2 separate regions of the Zea mays genome follow, and region 1 is linked to region 2. The links are chromatin contacts, called in public Hi-C maps. All regions are on one chromosome and are shown on one strand. Each heading gives the region's core, a stretch centred on a gene start, on an enhancer-like site or on the middle of the called end of the contact. The rest is flanking DNA. Distances are from core to core; before and after follow the strand shown. Region 1 holds the start of LOC118472064 (oleosin-B3-like). Region 2 holds the start of LOC100283733.

What was found. Hi-C and Micro-C count contacts between places; a contact is called where the count stands out from the background.
Region 1: a Hi-C map of leaf shows a contact between it and region 2, with 5 times the contacts expected there. The contact joins the promoter of LOC118472064 here to the promoter of LOC100283733 in region 2. A contact is called at or near these places in 2 of 25 Hi-C or Micro-C datasets (ear and leaf).

Annotation. Positions count from the first base shown.
Region 1 is chr5:156,548,853-156,552,926 of Zm-B73-REFERENCE-NAM-5.0, forward strand. It overlaps LOC118472064 (oleosin-B3-like), which reads right to left and starts at 2,755. Exons shown (of 1, transcript XM_035959156.1): 1 at 1,883-2,755. The coding sequence starts at 2,755. The coding sequence ends at 2,021. LOC109939952 (a long non-coding RNA gene) reads left to right here and starts at 1,983. Exons shown (of 6, transcript NR_157350.1): 1 at 1,983-2,976; 2 at 3,109-3,296.
Region 2 is chr5:156,105,910-156,109,739 of Zm-B73-REFERENCE-NAM-5.0, forward strand. It overlaps LOC100283733, which reads right to left and starts at 1,886. Exons shown (of 16, transcript NM_001156632.2): 1 at 1,626-1,886; 2 at 1,468-1,517; 3 at 1,326-1,386; 4 at 950-1,045; 5 at 716-865. The coding sequence starts at 1,769.

The DNA.
Region 1 (4,074 bases), core at 1,505-4,004, 440 kb after region 2:
ACGTCGAGCCTACCTCCCAGGGGGCCAAGTACCAAGGGGAAGTTGATGACGCTACACACAGCAAGGACAAATAACATACAGATAAGTTTAAGTTCCAATGCTACCTCATTAGCGGTTCTTAGAATATCTTACAAAATCAAAAGTTATTACAGCCGCTTCCTAGTGGAACCCTTGCTTTGACTCTACAGGTCATCGGCAGGATCGCGCTGGAAGCGCTCGGCCACCAGCTCCACGGCGTCTTGTACACTCTCCCAGACGGCGTCTTCTATGGCGGCTACCGGACCAGCGATCACCGGTGCCAAGGATATGGCAGGGTCGTGACTCCGGAAGCACGTCAAGATGTATTCAACCACCGCCCGACAGAGCTTGCCGCCCTCTGCCTCTAGGCGGGCCCCGAGGATCTGATCTAGGCATCGAAGGCGATCGGCAGCAAAGTCCAGCACCGGGAGCACATCGGAGATCGACGCTGGCAGCTTCGACACTGGAATGGGGCTCATCCCTAGCGGCACCAGTGTCGTGCTTGTCTCGCCGGCCCACACGGCAATACACTGGACCCCGACGCGGTGCTCCGCTTGGAGATCTTCAAGGGCCTTCCTGGTGGCCTCCATCGCCTTGGGACCCGGCGCTGCCTGCGCAGCGTTGAACTAGCGGATCTGCTCCTCCAGCTTCCTCTCCTTCTCCTCGTCTTCGAGCTCATGCTCGGCCAGCAACTCGCCCCGCCGGGTGAGCATTTCTTCCCTGAAGACGAGATCCGTCTCTCGCCTAGCGAGGTCCGTCTTCCGCCTATCCAAGGACTGCTCCTTCACCTTAAGGTTCTCCTCGGCGAGGGCGGCATCGCTGGCCTTGCCCTCGAGCTCTTGCTGTCACTTTTGCAACCTGTCCATAGCCTTGACCTACTGGGCCCGCTGGGCTTCCAGAGTCTGGTCCAGGGCGCTCAGCTTAGCCTGGTACTCTGTTGTGAGGGCCTCCCGCTGGGTCACGACCTCCTCCCTCCTGGTCACCTTCTTCTCCCTTCGGGACGCCTCCAGCTCCCTGGTGCACACCCTATGGAGGTCCCTCTTGTACTCCTTGCTGTAACACCCAGGTGTTTATATTCCGCTCGACAACGAGTATGGATTTAAGCACGTAATATCAGTGGATCAAACGGATGCTAAATTTTAATCATCTTTACCTATCGCGAATTTAATATCGCATCTGTTTCGTCTGTCGCGAGTTCGACGTCATTTTTAGCTATCCGGGCTCGTCCTAAATTTTCGTGATGTTCGGAACATCGTTGTTCCGAAAATCGGTGCGTCCGGTGATTATTTAAAATTCATCGCTCGCGCAAATACAAATTCGGAAGCCCGACCCACTCGGATGATTTTATCCCGAACAGATTAAGATAAACTCGACGACTAAGCTTTCAGTGTAAAACAATGTAATCCCCTTTTTGTCATCCGTGACATCGCGTCTACCGATTTTTAATTAAATTGTTCTCTAATCGAGTGTTCGAATAGTGGATGGAATTCATCTAAAATCAATTGAATTAGATGCAGATTGAAGTAACGAAGCTGAAATCCGCTTAATCTGGTTTGTTGCTTCTCGCTTCGGTCTAAATCTTCAAAAAGTGATTTAATGGTATGAATTCATCTGACTTCAGGATATTCGCCAAATCAAATCATGTCTAATTGTTGTTGTCGATCTCATTTGTTCGACCCTTCTTTATATTTTATAGACCCTTATTTTATTCCTCAAAATATCTACAAATTTCTTTATAAAATTGAGGGTAAGTAAAAGAAAAATGTGAAAAGGTGAGAAAAATCTGCTGCACGCCGCATCCCAGTACAGATTTTTTCCAAGTCGTCGTTATCTTCCTCCCAATTTTCTCCCCACCACTGAATGCACCTGTTTCTTATCCTCCCACGTGAGCTTCTCTTTCTTCCTTATCTCCTTCCAGCCGAGCTCTGGCGCTAGGTTTCTCTCCCAGTGTGCGCGCTGCCCTTCTTCTCCAGGCCGCCGACTCCTGCTCGTCGAATCCCCTCTACTCACCAGGGCGCTTGGCTTCCTCCTTCCCTGCCGCACCGTGCTCCTCTGCTCCTCCCTGCTGCCAGCTCGGCCGTGCCCTGGCCATGCTCCCTGCGCTCGCCAGCCGTGCGCATCTCCCTCTATGCACGCGCGCCTGCGTCCTGCGCCGCGAACCCCGCCGTGGAGCTTCCTCGAGCTCGCCCCATGGCGCCCGGCCGAGCTCCTCCCTGTCGTGCTCTTGCTTGGCGTCCAATTTTCCTACACGTCGCGGTCTTCCTCCCCGAGCTTGCCCTAGCCCCTTGTATCCCCCATGGCCGGAGCTTCTTCCAGCTCCAGCTCGGCTCTCTCTCCCATGGCTCCCTGCACGCCCATCTATCTCTTGCGGAGCTCCCAGCGGCGCGCCCCGTCCCCTCTGCTTGCTCGACGCCCGTCTCCTATGGCGTCTGGCAGCCGCTTCTCTCTGCTCGCCGCGCCCGGCCGGAACTTCCTCTGCTCGGCCATGGCCGCCGCGTCGCGTTCCCGGCTCGCGTTCCTCCGTCCACAGCTCCGCTCGATGCTCCTCCCTGCTCGCTCGTCCCTGCGCATGCCCCTCAACCTCGTCGACTCGCCGAGCTTCTTGCTCGGCCTGCGTGATCCGGCAACGCTGTCCTCCACTCGGCCTCCCTGCACCGCGCCATGACGACCGTTGGACCTGCCGTCCCCTGCACGCCGACTTCCCTCTGCGCGCCTCTGTTCTCTCGTCATCATTCATTCCTATTTTTCTTCGCCATATGCCGCCTCATCATGACACGTGTCATCGTCTTTAATATCAGAAGCTCGTCCGATACGTGCCTCGCCGTGCTTCGCCTCCTCGTGATCAGCCTCATCTGGGTCATGGGGGCGGAAGATCTCAACACCTGTCAGATGTTCAACGACAAGCCCGAACCAGAATTTATCAACATTCTCATAAGTATTGAGTCACGTTTGATGCTGGTAAGCTAGATTTATTTGCTTAGTAATTTTAGTGCTTTGCCAGTAGGCGTTATCTCGTATTTCATGCGAGGAATTTTAGTTGTGTAGTGAAGTCAGTGCTATGCATTCATGTGCATAATGCATTTCATTCAGGTACGTGAATTAACCATGTGATGCGGAGAACCAGAGTTGAGTCGACCACAAGATAATGGAAAGCGTGAGCTTTTCCGCAAGATAATGTTGATGAATTAACCCGAAGATGGATGAACGAAGCAAGTATCGGAATAAAGGCTGATCGCCAAGTGGACGTCATCTAACAACACTAACCTAGTGTTATCCAGGCAAGCCTCGGTGCATGCAACCCCTTCCTTGTGTTTTAAATTATTTTTACACACTTTAAGTCTAGTGAATGTGCATTAGGTTTATAGAAGATGCTTGGAAACCCTTTGATGCATTGGCTACCTTGAAATCCATTCCTTTTATAGATACTTTTGGTGAAGTATCAAAATATGATTTACAAAAAAATGCTTAGCCCTGCTTATAAGCAGATAGAGGTTGTCCTTTGCACTTATGCCTAGCTCAGGTTTATCATGAGGAAGGATGGCTTATACCTGCAAGAATATTTTCATTGGGAGCATAGTGGGAACTTACTGCAAAGTTCCCTATAATGCTCTTTTCATCCTTAGGAACACAAAACAATCCTAAGGGTGGAAGTACTTAACTCGAGACTTGGGCTAGGAACAGGTGATGCTCTACCCAGGTTAATTAAGGATTGGATGCGTATGTAGGCCTGTATGATCAAGGACTATCTTAACTGGCCACATGCCCTGGATATGGGACAGAGTAAGCTTGAACCCGGCTATTCCATATGTGAAAAGACAACTGCGCACTAGGCGTGGGAGATGGTGGGAGTAGCGTGTACCCTCCTGGCTAGAGGCTGGATGGAGGAGTACTGTGCTCCCGGGTAGCGCGGACCGGTTCACGTTGTGGAGGATCTGTGGGAACGGTTGACATATGCAAGGGTTAAGTGCTACATATGTCGTGTGGTTAGAGATCCTCAGTTGAGTAAATCGATTCGGATCGCCGTTATATCCCCGGACAGTGGAGACTTGGTCACTG
Region 2 (3,830 bases), core at 636-3,135:
TATTAGGACCTAGGTAGAATCACATGATAGTTTAGGGACCGACCCTATAAATATGAGCCACGGTCCCACATGTCGGCTTCATGCTGGAGTGCCTCATCAGCTAATTGATTGTGACATAGCTACTTTGGACAAGGATGGGATACTTAGGCCCTATTTGGGATAGCTCCAGCTCCAGGAAATTTGGTGGAGTTGGTGAAACAGGTCATTAGGTACTCCAGAAAATCGTGGAGCGCAGGTCATTAGGTACTCCAGAAAATCGTGGAGCGGAAGCTATAAGCCTTTAGAAGACATTTAGATAAGTCATTTCGTTTATTATTTAGATTAAAAATATTTTAAAAACTATTTAAATTTATATTATAAACTACAGCTCCATACTGAAGTTGGAACCTGGAACTATCCCAAACACCCCCTTAAAAAGTTTATTAGGGGTCCTAGATATGCAAATTTTTCGAGCCCCAGCCTCTGCATATTATGCGGGTAAGGCTTGGCGCTTAAAGATACCCTTCCCCAGACCCCGCACAGTGCGGGAAGCCTACGGCACTGGGTACGCCCTAGATATGCAATTTTATAGTTTAGGAGCCTGGATGAAAATGATATAATAGTTTAGGGACCACCAACGTAGTTTACTCTTTCATAGATCTGGAAAAAAAATACAAGTAATGCGTGAAAAAAATGGATTGTATGTTCTCTAGCACTTAAAAGGTACATTGTTCACCTCAAAACTAGCAGGCTTTGAGAAATTTCCAGAGTCAGTATTCCTCCCATGTAGCAGAAACAGAAGAGGCTTTCCATGGTTCCCGAAATGATCTTGCACAACCCTTGCAATCTCATCAACATAGAAGACCATATCAACCTTGTATGTATCCTGGTACATATTCATGAAAAGATTACACTAATTCAGAATGTAGCATAACTAACAAAGGATCAAATCCTCAGAAGAGGAAAATACCCTGAAGTACGACAAAGGTTTTATTTCACCCATCCAAACAGCATAGTCAGCTGGCAATCTTGGAGCGAACAAAATTGACTGTCCAGAGGCGATGTCCTTTGATAACAATCAAAAGAAAAATCAGTACATGACAAGCAGAAAAAGGAATCATCAACATGACATGATCCTACGATGAGTATTGTTAGTAGGACCAGTTGACATGTAGTGACTAAGCCATCAACAAATATATAAGCAGTAATAATATCAGCAGACTCAAGATATACGCCAAGATATTAAACAGGTTGAATGATGAAAGCCTGGTTTGCCGCTGTATTGACTGAAACAGGATCCACTTATATTTACAAAAATGGGGTGAAACAAAAGGAAGATAGCTCACAATTGCGCCGTAGAACCCTGGTTCCTGCACTCCAAAGAGATAGGCGAAGTAGCTCTCCTGCCTGCAACATTGCCCGATTTATGTCTGAACTTGAACATCCAAAAATACCGGCAAAACAAACGATTACGTTCAGCACGAATACCTGAAGAGCTCGAGGTGATCGGTGCAGTACCGTGTCTTCTCCTCCCCGCCCTTCACACAACGAAAACACTCCAAAATTTAAGTAGGCGCGACGATCAATCAGACCAGTAAATTTGAGGAGAGATAAAAAGGGGAGTGCCGAGTGGGAGTGGGACGGACCTGAAGGAGGACGAGGCCGTGGAGCGGGCGCGCGGAGGCGGAGATGTGGCCGCGGAGCGCGGCGACGAGGCGGTCGCGGTTGCCGGCGTGAAGCTCCATAGGCACCACCGGCGGGGCGAGGGAGGAAGTGGGGGAGGCCGCCATGGTTGGGAACCGCACTCCAAAGCTTGGCTGGGGGTCGTAATTTATTGGGAAGAGTTTGTGTGGGCCAAGTAATGCAACTGAAGAAAGCGAGCCCAACGAATAGGATTCGAATTGATTGAGATAAACCACTGTAGGCTTGCCTTTTTGTTCTAGCTCTGCTCGGCCCGATACCCATGAATAAGGGCATGTTTGGGAGGTCTCCCAAACTGGCTCGCTCTTGCTTTGGAAAGAGCCCTCTCAAACGATCTAAAAAAAGCTTTCAACAAAAAAATATGAAAGAGCCGAAGTCATTTTTATAGAGAGCAGCCGAAGCAAAAAAATTGGCTTCTAGCAGCTCCTCCTGTTACTCTCCTTCTCTTGTGTCAAGATAAGTCGTTTGCCAAATGATTTCTTAAAAACACTTGGTCCTATAGATAAGTTGTTATTGAAGAGAAGTTAGAGCCGAAGTCATTTTTAAAGAAGTCGGAGCTGTGCCAAACGGGGCCTAAATCCATACTTCCTCCGGTATAAAAAAACATGTCGACATGATACCATATACCAAAGCTGCGACGCAGTGGCAAAGGCACCGGAAAAGACATGATACCATATACCAAAGCGGTGGCACAGTGTCAAAGGCGCCGGAAGCGCTCCCGGCCAGGGTTCAAGCCCTAGGGGACACCTTTTTCCTAGGATTTTTTCAGGAATAGGGTACACACGTGTGTGCCTTCAGTGATATTGCGTGTGTTCACATACTAGAGGTTTAGACCTTTCAATCATTATAGTGTGTGGTGTGTAGTGGTGTGAGTGTGTGTGACGTCCTTGTACCCTATAAAAAACGATGACAATTGCAGGTCTTATTTTCCATTGTGCCCACATTAAATAGATGAATGTATTGATCTTAGGTACGAACACTTTGTAGCTTAGTAGGTGGTTTGAGCCATATTATTGATACTTTGGTTTTGTTTTCGAGTCCCCACTGTCACCGGATTTTTTTTATTGACACCAGCCCAGAGGAGAAAATCACCGGTGACCAGTAAACGATGCAAGTAAATATTGATAATGGCAACCATCAATGATGCCAGCAACCCACCACACATTCACCGGAGCCGAGGTATGGAGATGAATCAATGCATGCGGCGCTGGTTTATTAGCATGCATTCATGCAAGGTTATTTCAGTCCAAACATGCATTCAAATGGTACAATGTCAAGAATTAGTAGTCCATGATTCATTGCATAGAAGGATATGTGTTTTTATACCGGAGGGAGTAAAAATTAATAATAATTACGATTTTTTGAACAAGACAAGACAGTTAAATATGGGGTAAAAAAGTCAAACGAATTATAAATTGAAACGGAGGGAGTATATGGTAGAAATGTTACGTTCAAATGACTAGTAAACAAGTTTCAGATGCCGAGACGAATTCAATCAATATGTATGTTGGCATGGTGTTGTAATTCTTTTTGAAAGCAGCAAAGGTTGTAGTTTAGTATGTATGTTGGTCGGACCCCGCGGTTTTTAGCCAGGTTTTGGGTGGGTTTCATAGTTCCAACGAGTTTCGGGGCCCTGATGGGTTTCAGGTCCCTGCCGGGTGTGGAGCTAGGTTTTCCCGGTTATAGTCTTCGGGCTCAGGTTGGGTTTTAGTTTCGAGTTTTGGGTTCGGGTCCGCGCACTCGCCCAAAACCCGACCCATTGCCACCCCTAGCGGGTACGGGTACAATTTTCATTCCCATAAGAAAAACCCAGCCGGGTTGAGAATCTAAACTACACCCATACTAGCAGGTATAAACTTAAACCCAAACCCGCACCCTATAGGGTTTTTACCCATGGGCACATCGGTAAAATGTGCTTGTTCACATCCCAAACTAGATCCCAAGTTAAGTGGTTAGAGCGAGAGAGAATCGAATCAGGTAGTATGGAGAGAGAGTTATCTTTCACTTGTTGTTCAAATGGATGCAGAATTAACTTAGGGAACAACTCAAGTAATTTTGAATGAAAGATCCAAGCAAGAGAACTTAGAGGGGGAGGAAAGAACAAATTGCAACAAAAGAAAACAAACAAAGAGAGATACGCGATTTGATTT